2 separate regions of the Gossypium arboreum genome follow, and region 1 is linked to region 2. A link is a contact called in public Hi-C data. All regions are on one chromosome and are shown on one strand. The core of a region is the stretch at or near the end of the contact, and the rest is flanking DNA. Distances in the headings are between cores, read along the strand shown.

The links. Hi-C and Micro-C count contacts between places; a contact is called where the count stands out from the background.
Region 1: a contact with region 2 is called in a Hi-C map of leaf, with 2.6 times the contacts expected there. The contact joins the promoter of LOC108460325 here to the promoter of LOC108460668 in region 2. A contact is called at or near these places in 2 of 5 Hi-C or Micro-C datasets (both in leaf).

The regions. Positions count from the first base shown.
Region 1 is chr4:100,359,847-100,364,085 of ASM2569848v2, forward strand. LOC108460325 (zinc finger protein JACKDAW-like) reads right to left here and starts at 2,823. Exons shown (of 4, transcript XM_017759774.2): 1 at 1,934-2,823; 2 at 1,392-1,791; 3 at 1,097-1,290; 4 at 1-1,009. The coding sequence starts at 2,060. The coding sequence ends at 333.
Region 2 is chr4:100,189,371-100,193,881 of ASM2569848v2, forward strand. LOC108460668 reads right to left here and starts at 1,842. Exons shown (of 11, transcript XM_017760254.2): 1 at 1,205-1,842; 2 at 438-752; 3 at 246-354; 4 at 64-157. The coding sequence starts at 1,375.

The sequences.
Region 1 (4,239 bases), core at 1,573-4,072, 170 kb after region 2:
TACTGAAGAAACGATAAGCGAGCTAAGACACCACGCAAAACAACAAGAGCAACAACATACATGCATGCATATGACTTGGTGTATTTTTGGCTCACTGTTTAGTCTTTTCAAACATGGAATTGGGACCCCTCTTCACAAGATGAACTTCTGTTCCTTTTTCTGGGGTTTGCTTTTGCTTTGCCTTAATTCACTCACACCCCAACTCGGTCCCCAATTATCAGCTTTTTCGTAACTATAAAGGACCACGACCCTATATTTTTGCCGCCTTTTATGTACTGAGCTGTATGCATGTAAGTTGTAACGGTATTTGGAATTTGGAAAGGTAGCTAAGCTTAGTGGTTGCTGCTGCTGAATTGATTCAGACCCATGGTTGAACCAATTGATACAAATTTAGCTAGTTCCTGGGGTAAAAATGGACGAGCAGACTGATCATTGCCCATGCCAAGGAAATCCCTAGTTAAGCTCTGGTCAATTGAGTTTGAACCAGGGTGCATCTTTAATTGATTTGGGGCATTTTGTTTCACTCCTGTTTGTAAGATGAGCCTATCAAAGTTGTTGCTTGTTCCGAGACCTGCATAAGCACTCATTGATACACTACTTGACGCCATTAAATTACTCTCTTGTTGCTTCACATTTGGGTATATTTGCTGCAGCTGATCGTTTCTATTTTGAGTCGATCTCAAACTAGCTGACCTTTGAGAAGAAGTTGAGCTCATTACACAAAAACTGTTCCCAAAGAAGGACGTCGGTTTGCTTCTTGTTGAACCCATCTGGGCTGCTTTTTGCAAGAGCGCAGTTGCAGACATTGGTGCAGCAGGCTTGGATTGCTCGTTTTGAGTATCCGAGTAGAGAGGCGACAAGCTTTCCATCAACTTGCCTTTGCTTCCACCTTCTTCGTTTAGACCTTGTGGCAATGGCAATAGAGGAGGATTGGAATCTGTACCAAAATTGTTCAGTGAAGATGAACCAAATAGATTGCCTGAAGCCATTTGGACCATCTCAGGCAGACCTAGCAGTAAGATGAACATGGCCTCGTTTACTAATCATAATATCAAAAGAAAACTGGGATTTAGACACGAAGGGATTATGCAAGTACCTGATACAGTCATCCCACTGACATCTTGTGTAAAACCGGAACCAAACTGAGGAATTCCACCAAATCCAATAGGCAGATTCACAACATCGTTTCTGAAATTTAGATTTGTGGCTGCACCAGCAACGGAACTGAATCTTGCACTCTCTTCAGCTAAGGCGTCACAGAAAGCTCTATGTGTGATAAAGCTGTCTTTTCTGTTTGCATTAAAACAACCCCAAATTCATTACACTAACCATTTATGACCTAATCATTAGGAAGTCCTCACATATATACATGATTATGAGCATTTATGTACCTGGAAAACAGTGTCCCACAGTCACACTTGTACTCCCTAGTACCACAAGTTTTGGAGTGAGCTTTCCAGTCGGATTGAACGGCGTATTTCTTCGAACATTTCTCACACTTCCACTTCTTTTCTCCATGTTTTCTGCTGAAATGCTTCTTTATCCCAGTGAGGTCACCGAGTGCTCTCGATGGATCATGGTGGACGCAGGTTTTCTCGGGGCAAATGTATACCTTCTTCTTAACTGGTTCTTTGTTGTTTCTTTGCTTCAGCTTCCATGGAAGATTGTGACCCCTTCGATGAAGCTGCAAGTTTTGGTCTCGTTGGAAACCTTTGTTGCATATTTCACATATGAATCTGTTGGTAGCCATGAGAGTTTTGGGAGATAGAGCAATAACTTCAGCATCTGGATCTGTTACGTGACAAATAAAAGAACATTAATTAATTAATTAATTAATTAATTACTGGAATAAATCGGTTCATCAATAAAAACAAAGAAAAGGGTATCATCAAAAGAGAGAGAGAAAAAAAAAGAATTGATCAAGCAAACTTACCTGGATTTCCTGGAAGATTTCTCTTCTTCTTAACGGGATTGGATTTAGGGTTAGGGTTTGTATTATTTTGTTCTTGATGAACAAACCCTCCTATTGAAACAGGTAAAGAAAACCCATCACCAGACATCTTTTTCCCCCAAAACTGATAGTTATGAGAATTAGTTATAAGAAAACAACTAGCTTTCAAAACGGCTAAAAAAACGAGTTCAAAACATAAGAGAACAAGGAATCTCCAAACACAAACAGATTACTCTTCTTACAGAGATCTGGTTTTTTTTTTTAATTTGATTTCAAAAGAAAAACAACAAAATCTATGATTACTGAAGAGAATATCTCTGTGTTTCTCTCTTTTATCTTTTTTTTTCTTACACTATTCAACTACGTCCTCCTTTTCTATATTTACCCATATCTTTAAAGTCGGTCGGTCAGCCATTGATGTAGATAGGCAACACCGTCACCCCTTCCCCCCCAACTTTCTTTTTCATACACAAATACACGGTTGTTGAAATTTGCTTTTGTGTGTGCAAGAAAGCGACCAAACTGCTGCTATTGAGAGACCAGCTGCTGCTGAGGTGAAAACATATTGATTTTTGTGTGTGTTTTTGTAGTTGTTGTAGCTACCTTTTGAGCTCAAATTACGTAGGCTAGTTTAAAAATATGTAAATATATTAATAGTATTTGTAGTAGTAGCCAAGTAAAAGGCTAAAAGCTACTAGAATAGAGTAATAATAGGTATAAAAGAAAGAGAAATGGATGGTATTTATTTAGTTTAGTGATAGAAAAGGAAGAACAAAGGTGAAATGAAAGGGATTTGGTTTGGGGTGTGTTTGTGTAGTGATGAGAGTGTATGAAAAAGGGCGGGGTGAAGATTGGGTTAAAAGGGAAATGCCTTTACAGCCAGTTTTGAGCAGTTTATTTACGCATGAAATGATTAAACCATAATTAAAAGTAAGAGCAGATTGGATTTAGGGGTAAGAAGGAAGAGATAGATAAAGAAAGGGGCCGAGGGGAGGGATTACTGAGAAGTGAAAGGACGGTCCGTGATACTTGTCTGGGAAGAGGGACCCAGATTTGAATTGTGATTCAGATGCTGCACCCTCCTCCAGCATCAGCATCCCTCATCAAGTATTCCACTGCATCTTCCTACTCACACCTACATTCTCATCCTTTGTTTTTCTTCCCCACATCCCATAGTATTCGGCTTACTAACTTCCAAGACGGGTGATTTGATTTTTAAATGAGAAAGTAAATCGTCTCAATGTTTTTTCTTTTTTATCAAATTCAATCCAAAACATCAAATGTTTATCATCGTACTCTTTCTTATACAACAAAAGTCTATTATGTATATATGTTGCCACTCATATCAATGTAGTCACCTTTATTATTATTATTATTATTATTATTATTATTATTATTATTAGTATGATTTGGCATTTGTAGTTTTTTTTACTTTGTACTTGAACTTGGCAATCGGGTTTATTTTAATATTTAAATTTGAATTTCATCAATATTTGATAATGTGATTAATACTTTTGGGATATGACTGGATTGGTCAATTGGGCCGATTGGATAAAAAACTGACTGATACCCTAGTCCAAACAAAAAAATTGAATTTATTGAATAAAAAACTGTTCGAAACTGATAAAAATAGAATATTGAGACAAAAAATGATAGTTGAATCAGATTAATATTTTTTAAAATTTTTTATGAATTTTTAATTATCTATTTAATTATTATTTGTCTAGCAGTTAATCGATCAAACCGATTGAATCAGGAATCAGTAATCTATTTGATTCAACGACTAGTCTAGTTATTAGAACACTTTTTATGATACTTTATTGTATTACGTCATTACCTGAAAATTTATATAATTTTTTTTCAATTTTCAAGTAATGGTCTGACACGTATCAAGGTGTCGCATCATTAAAATTTTATATTTTTCAATTTTAGGGACCAAAATGAATCTAATTACTAAGTTCAAGTACCAAAGTCGATAAAAAAAGTACAAGTACCAAAGTGGACCTAATTATAATAATAGAAAAATTATTTTATGGACCCTTCCCACCACGTCATCAATGGTCTCTTTTCAACTACTTAATGATATTTTAACAAATTTTTCCATGTCATTGACATATAATTTTGGAAATTTTTTTATCATAAATCTTGAACACCGAACCCTGGACCTTGGACCTTGGACTTGAATCTTGAACATTGAACCATGAATCCTAAATCCTATACCCTAAGCCCCGAACCATGAAATCTAAATCCTAATACTAACCTTGAACCTTGAACCCTAAACCCAACCT
Region 2 (4,511 bases), core at 592-3,091:
GTATACTCGAATGGCGAAGAAAGGTTAGGAAATGTATAATGGATGTAGTAATGTAAAACTTGCCTGTTATTGACAGAACCATCTTTGTTGTAATGCTGCGCCCCAACAAGCTTCTTTCCAACATCCTGTAACTGCTGTCTCAGTGACACAGAGTAAACTACAGTAATACACACAGAACTGATAAATTTGCAGAGTTTAAACCCTTGAGCTAAAATTGCAAATTAGAATAAGCTAAGAAGAATTACCATCACCAGAATTCAACCCGATAAGCAAATCATGGCCATCTTTGGCATCTTGATCAAATGCGTGGCAGATAGGGTTCGAATTACTGAAATTGATAGACTTTATTGGATCCTACATTAAACACCAATATTCTCAAAAACCACAGATGGCTTCTCTTACATCAAAAACCATAACAAAAAAAAATGCTAAATTACCTTGTCCTGAGAATTCAAATCACTTATAAAGATAGCATCACCAACATTAAAGATTAAATAAGTGCCTTTCCCATCAAAATTCATATTATTGATTGAATTACTAGAACTTGAAGCACCCAATGACCCAATCCTACTAGTACTACCAATACTTTTACTCCCACCATTCCCTCCAGCAAATCCAAGCGTGCGGCTCCCGTTCCCAGCACCTAGCCACCTTGCTGCTGCTGATCTGACCCCACTGCTGGCACTGTAGCTGGACGATGAAGACGTCGGAGTTGATGGAGCTGGCTTCTCCTTCAAATGTGCTAGGGTAACCTGACAGCCGGACTTAATCAATACAATCTCAACAAACGAATAATACATAAGTATAAGCAAAACGATCAAAATTTGACTTTATAAGTAAGGGCATTGATTCAAACTCTTTGAAGCTTAAACTTGTAATCAATAATGCTTAAACACCGATGATACAAAATGATCTAATAAAATATGTTCTTCAAGTTCTTCTAACAGATGGGTACATGTAAAAACCCCTCTTCTCACTAATAAATTGGAAATGTTCTCATTATCTAATTATAACATTAGTGTATCAAAAACACAAAAAGGAAAACCCACACTAAAATAAAAAGAAATAAAGAAAAACAAAAGAGAGTAATTTAAAGTGAAATCGGATGATTGGTCTTGATCAAAACCCAAATAAGTAACCCAAAAGATAGTCTTCTTTTCAATAATTTAAGAAAAAAAAGGAAACCCTAGGAATTTGAAGTTACCTGAGTAACAGTTTTGCCATGAGCATAGTGAAGAAGGCTAGAAGGGTGAGTCTTTTCATAGTGAAGCTTATATCGACCTTCTGGAGTTTTAAAATAAGTCTTCAAACCCGGCGATTGAGCGTTTGCCGAGGACGAAGAGGTCGAAATCGTACCGTTGGCCGTGTTGATCATGGTGTCGCTTATCTTACACCCGATAACATCTGATCATGACACACTAGGGTTTCTTCTACTTCTTCTCAATTTTGAAAATTTCTTATTTCCTAAATCCGAAGACCAAAAGAAAACCCAAAAAGAAAATAAGTCTTTTATGGGTAATTTTCTGTTGTTGAAATGGGGAATGGGGGATCAAAGGAGGAGAAGGGCCCTGTATGGGTGGGAGTTATGAGAAGAGGTTAGACTTTTCGGGAAGTTTAAGGGAAGTCAACGGAATGGACGGTGGAGGATTCAAGAGAGTGATCTTAATTGGTCTTTGTAGTTATAAACTGAGAGAGGGATTGATGATGAAGATGGGAAAGATTTCCAGGTTTTCTTTATTATAATTTATTTTGTATTGAGTTTGATATGCTCCGATTTTCACCTCCATTTTCTTGACTTTGGGCACTTACCATTCGGCCCCCAATTATGTTCTTTTCTATTTTGTATTTAAAAAAATCTCCTTTTTGTTGTAAATTAAATGGGCGTAGTAAACCCTCTTTAAGCATATTAAAGAAATGAAATAAAACTCTTTATTTAATTTATAATTAAGAGATTATTAAATAAAGTAATTAAAAATTTTAATTCATTTAATGTAATACCTTTATTAATTGAATGTAAAGGAGCTTATAAATAGTATCTTGTAAGTGAAAATAAAATAATGAAATTTTCTCGTATTTTCTCTACTTAATTCATAGTGAAGTTTACGTCATTTCGACTTTTTATAATTTACCCGTATAACTCCGTTAAACTATATACGGTATCGTATTTTCATAATTCTTTTATTTTATTTTCTAGATGAAATATTTGTTTTGGGTAACATTTACATATTTATTTTTACAACTAAAATCTAATAATGATAATTATATATACATTTTTTATTAAAAGAAATTTCAATTAATTTAATTTGTGTTAAGTTATTATCATGACTATTCCTCTTTATGCCAATATTTGACATACATATTATTATTTAGCAAATTTGGTATATATAATTGAATTATTTTACGATTGAGAATACTTATTAATTTACTAATATTTTTTTATTTTGATTCAAGTGATTATAATGTCAAATCTTGCCAAACTTGAATTTGCGGCCTTAGACATCTCAGGCAAGAACTATTTGTCATGGGTGTTAGATGCTGAAATTCACCTAGATGCTAAAGGTCTAGGAAATACTATATTAGCAAATAAAGAAGCATCTAATCAAGACAAGGCAAAAGCAATGATTTTCATCCGTCATCATCTGCATGAAGGATTAAAAGTGGAATATCTCACAGTGAAAGACCCTCTTGAGTTGTGGAAAAATTTGAAAGAATGATATGACCATCAGAAAACTGTGATACTCCCTAAAGCTCGTTATGATTGGATGCACTTACGGTTGCAAGATTTTAAGGCGTAAGTGAATACAATTCGAACTTTTCAAAATTAGTTCTCAACTAAAATTATGTGGAGAAAACATAAGCGATAAGGACTTGTTAGAAAACATTTTCAACCTTTCACGCTACTAATGTGCTCTTGCAGCAAAGAATACCGTGAAAAAGGTTTTAAAAGGTATTCAATTGATTTCATGCCTTTTGGTGGTGAGCAAAATAATGAGCTATTGATGAAAAATCATGGAATTCGTCCCATGGTTCTCGCACGGTCCTCAAGTGAATGTAGCAAGACACAATAATTATAAAAATAGAAAATATAGAAGTCACGGTACGAGGTCGTGGACGTAGTAGGGGACGTGGTCGAGGACGTATTAGTAATCGTTATCATGGTGGTCATAACAATGATACTTCTAACCACCAGAAAAATAATAACAATGAAAGACAAGAAAGAAGTGGTCAAAATAATCCTTCAAAGATTGTTAAGAATATATGCTACCGATGTGGTATGAAGGGGCATTGGTCACGTACCTGTCGTACGTTTGAGCATTTAGTGAAACTTTATCAAGCATCCATTAAAAGGAAGGGAAAGCATATGGAGACAAATTTTATATCCCAAAATGATGAAATAGAGGCAAAAGATGAAGATATTCACTATAATAATAAAACTGACCATGCCTACAAGGATGATAAATTTAACGACCTTAATAATATAACTCATCTAGATGTGGCAGATTTCTTTGAGAATCATTAGAAAAATTGATGTTATTTTGACATTTTTTTAAGTATATTTGATTTTCTTGCATAAAAAAATAATTGATATATTTAATAAATATTTGTAATGTTTATCATATTATATTTTGTTTGTTTTATGAAGAATATGAATATTCAACAAAATTTCGATAGACCCAAAATCAATGAAGACATGTGTCTTGCAGATAGTGCTACAACACATACGATACTCAAAGATAAAAAATATTTTTCTCATTTGACAATGAGTAATGCCCATGTTAATACAATATCGGGTAGTTTAAAACTTATTGAAGGCTCTGGAAGTGCTATTATATTATTACCTAAAAGTACAAAATTTATCATTGATGATGCTTTATATTCCACCAAATCTCAAAGAAATTTATTGAGTTTTAAAGATATTCATCTTAATGGATATCATATTGAGACTATGAATGAGAAAACTGTTGAATATCTATATATTATAAATGTTGAATGTGGAAAGAAATATATTTTGGAAAGGCTACTTGCTTTTTCATCAGGTTTATATTATGCACATATTAGTGCGATTGAATCATATGTTACTACAAACCAGAAGTTTGTAGAAGCTCATACTTTTACTATTTGGCATGACCGATTAGGCCATCTCGGATCTATTATGATGCGAAAAATCATCGAGAATTCAATTGGACACCCATTAAAGAACCAAAAGATTCTTGAATTTAAGGATTTATCTTGTATCGCTTGTTCTCAAGGAAAATTGATTATTAGACCATCACCAGCTAAAGTTGGGATTGAATCTCCAACATTTCTGGAATGTATTCAAGGTGATATATGTGGGCCCAGTCATCCACCATGTGGACCATTCAGATATTTTATGGTATTAATAGATGCATCTAGTAGGTGGTCACATGTATGCTTATTATCGACTCGCAACTTGGCGTTTGCGAGAGTACTTGCTCAAATAATTCGATTAAAAGCACAATTTCCAGATTATGCAATCAAAACTATTCGTC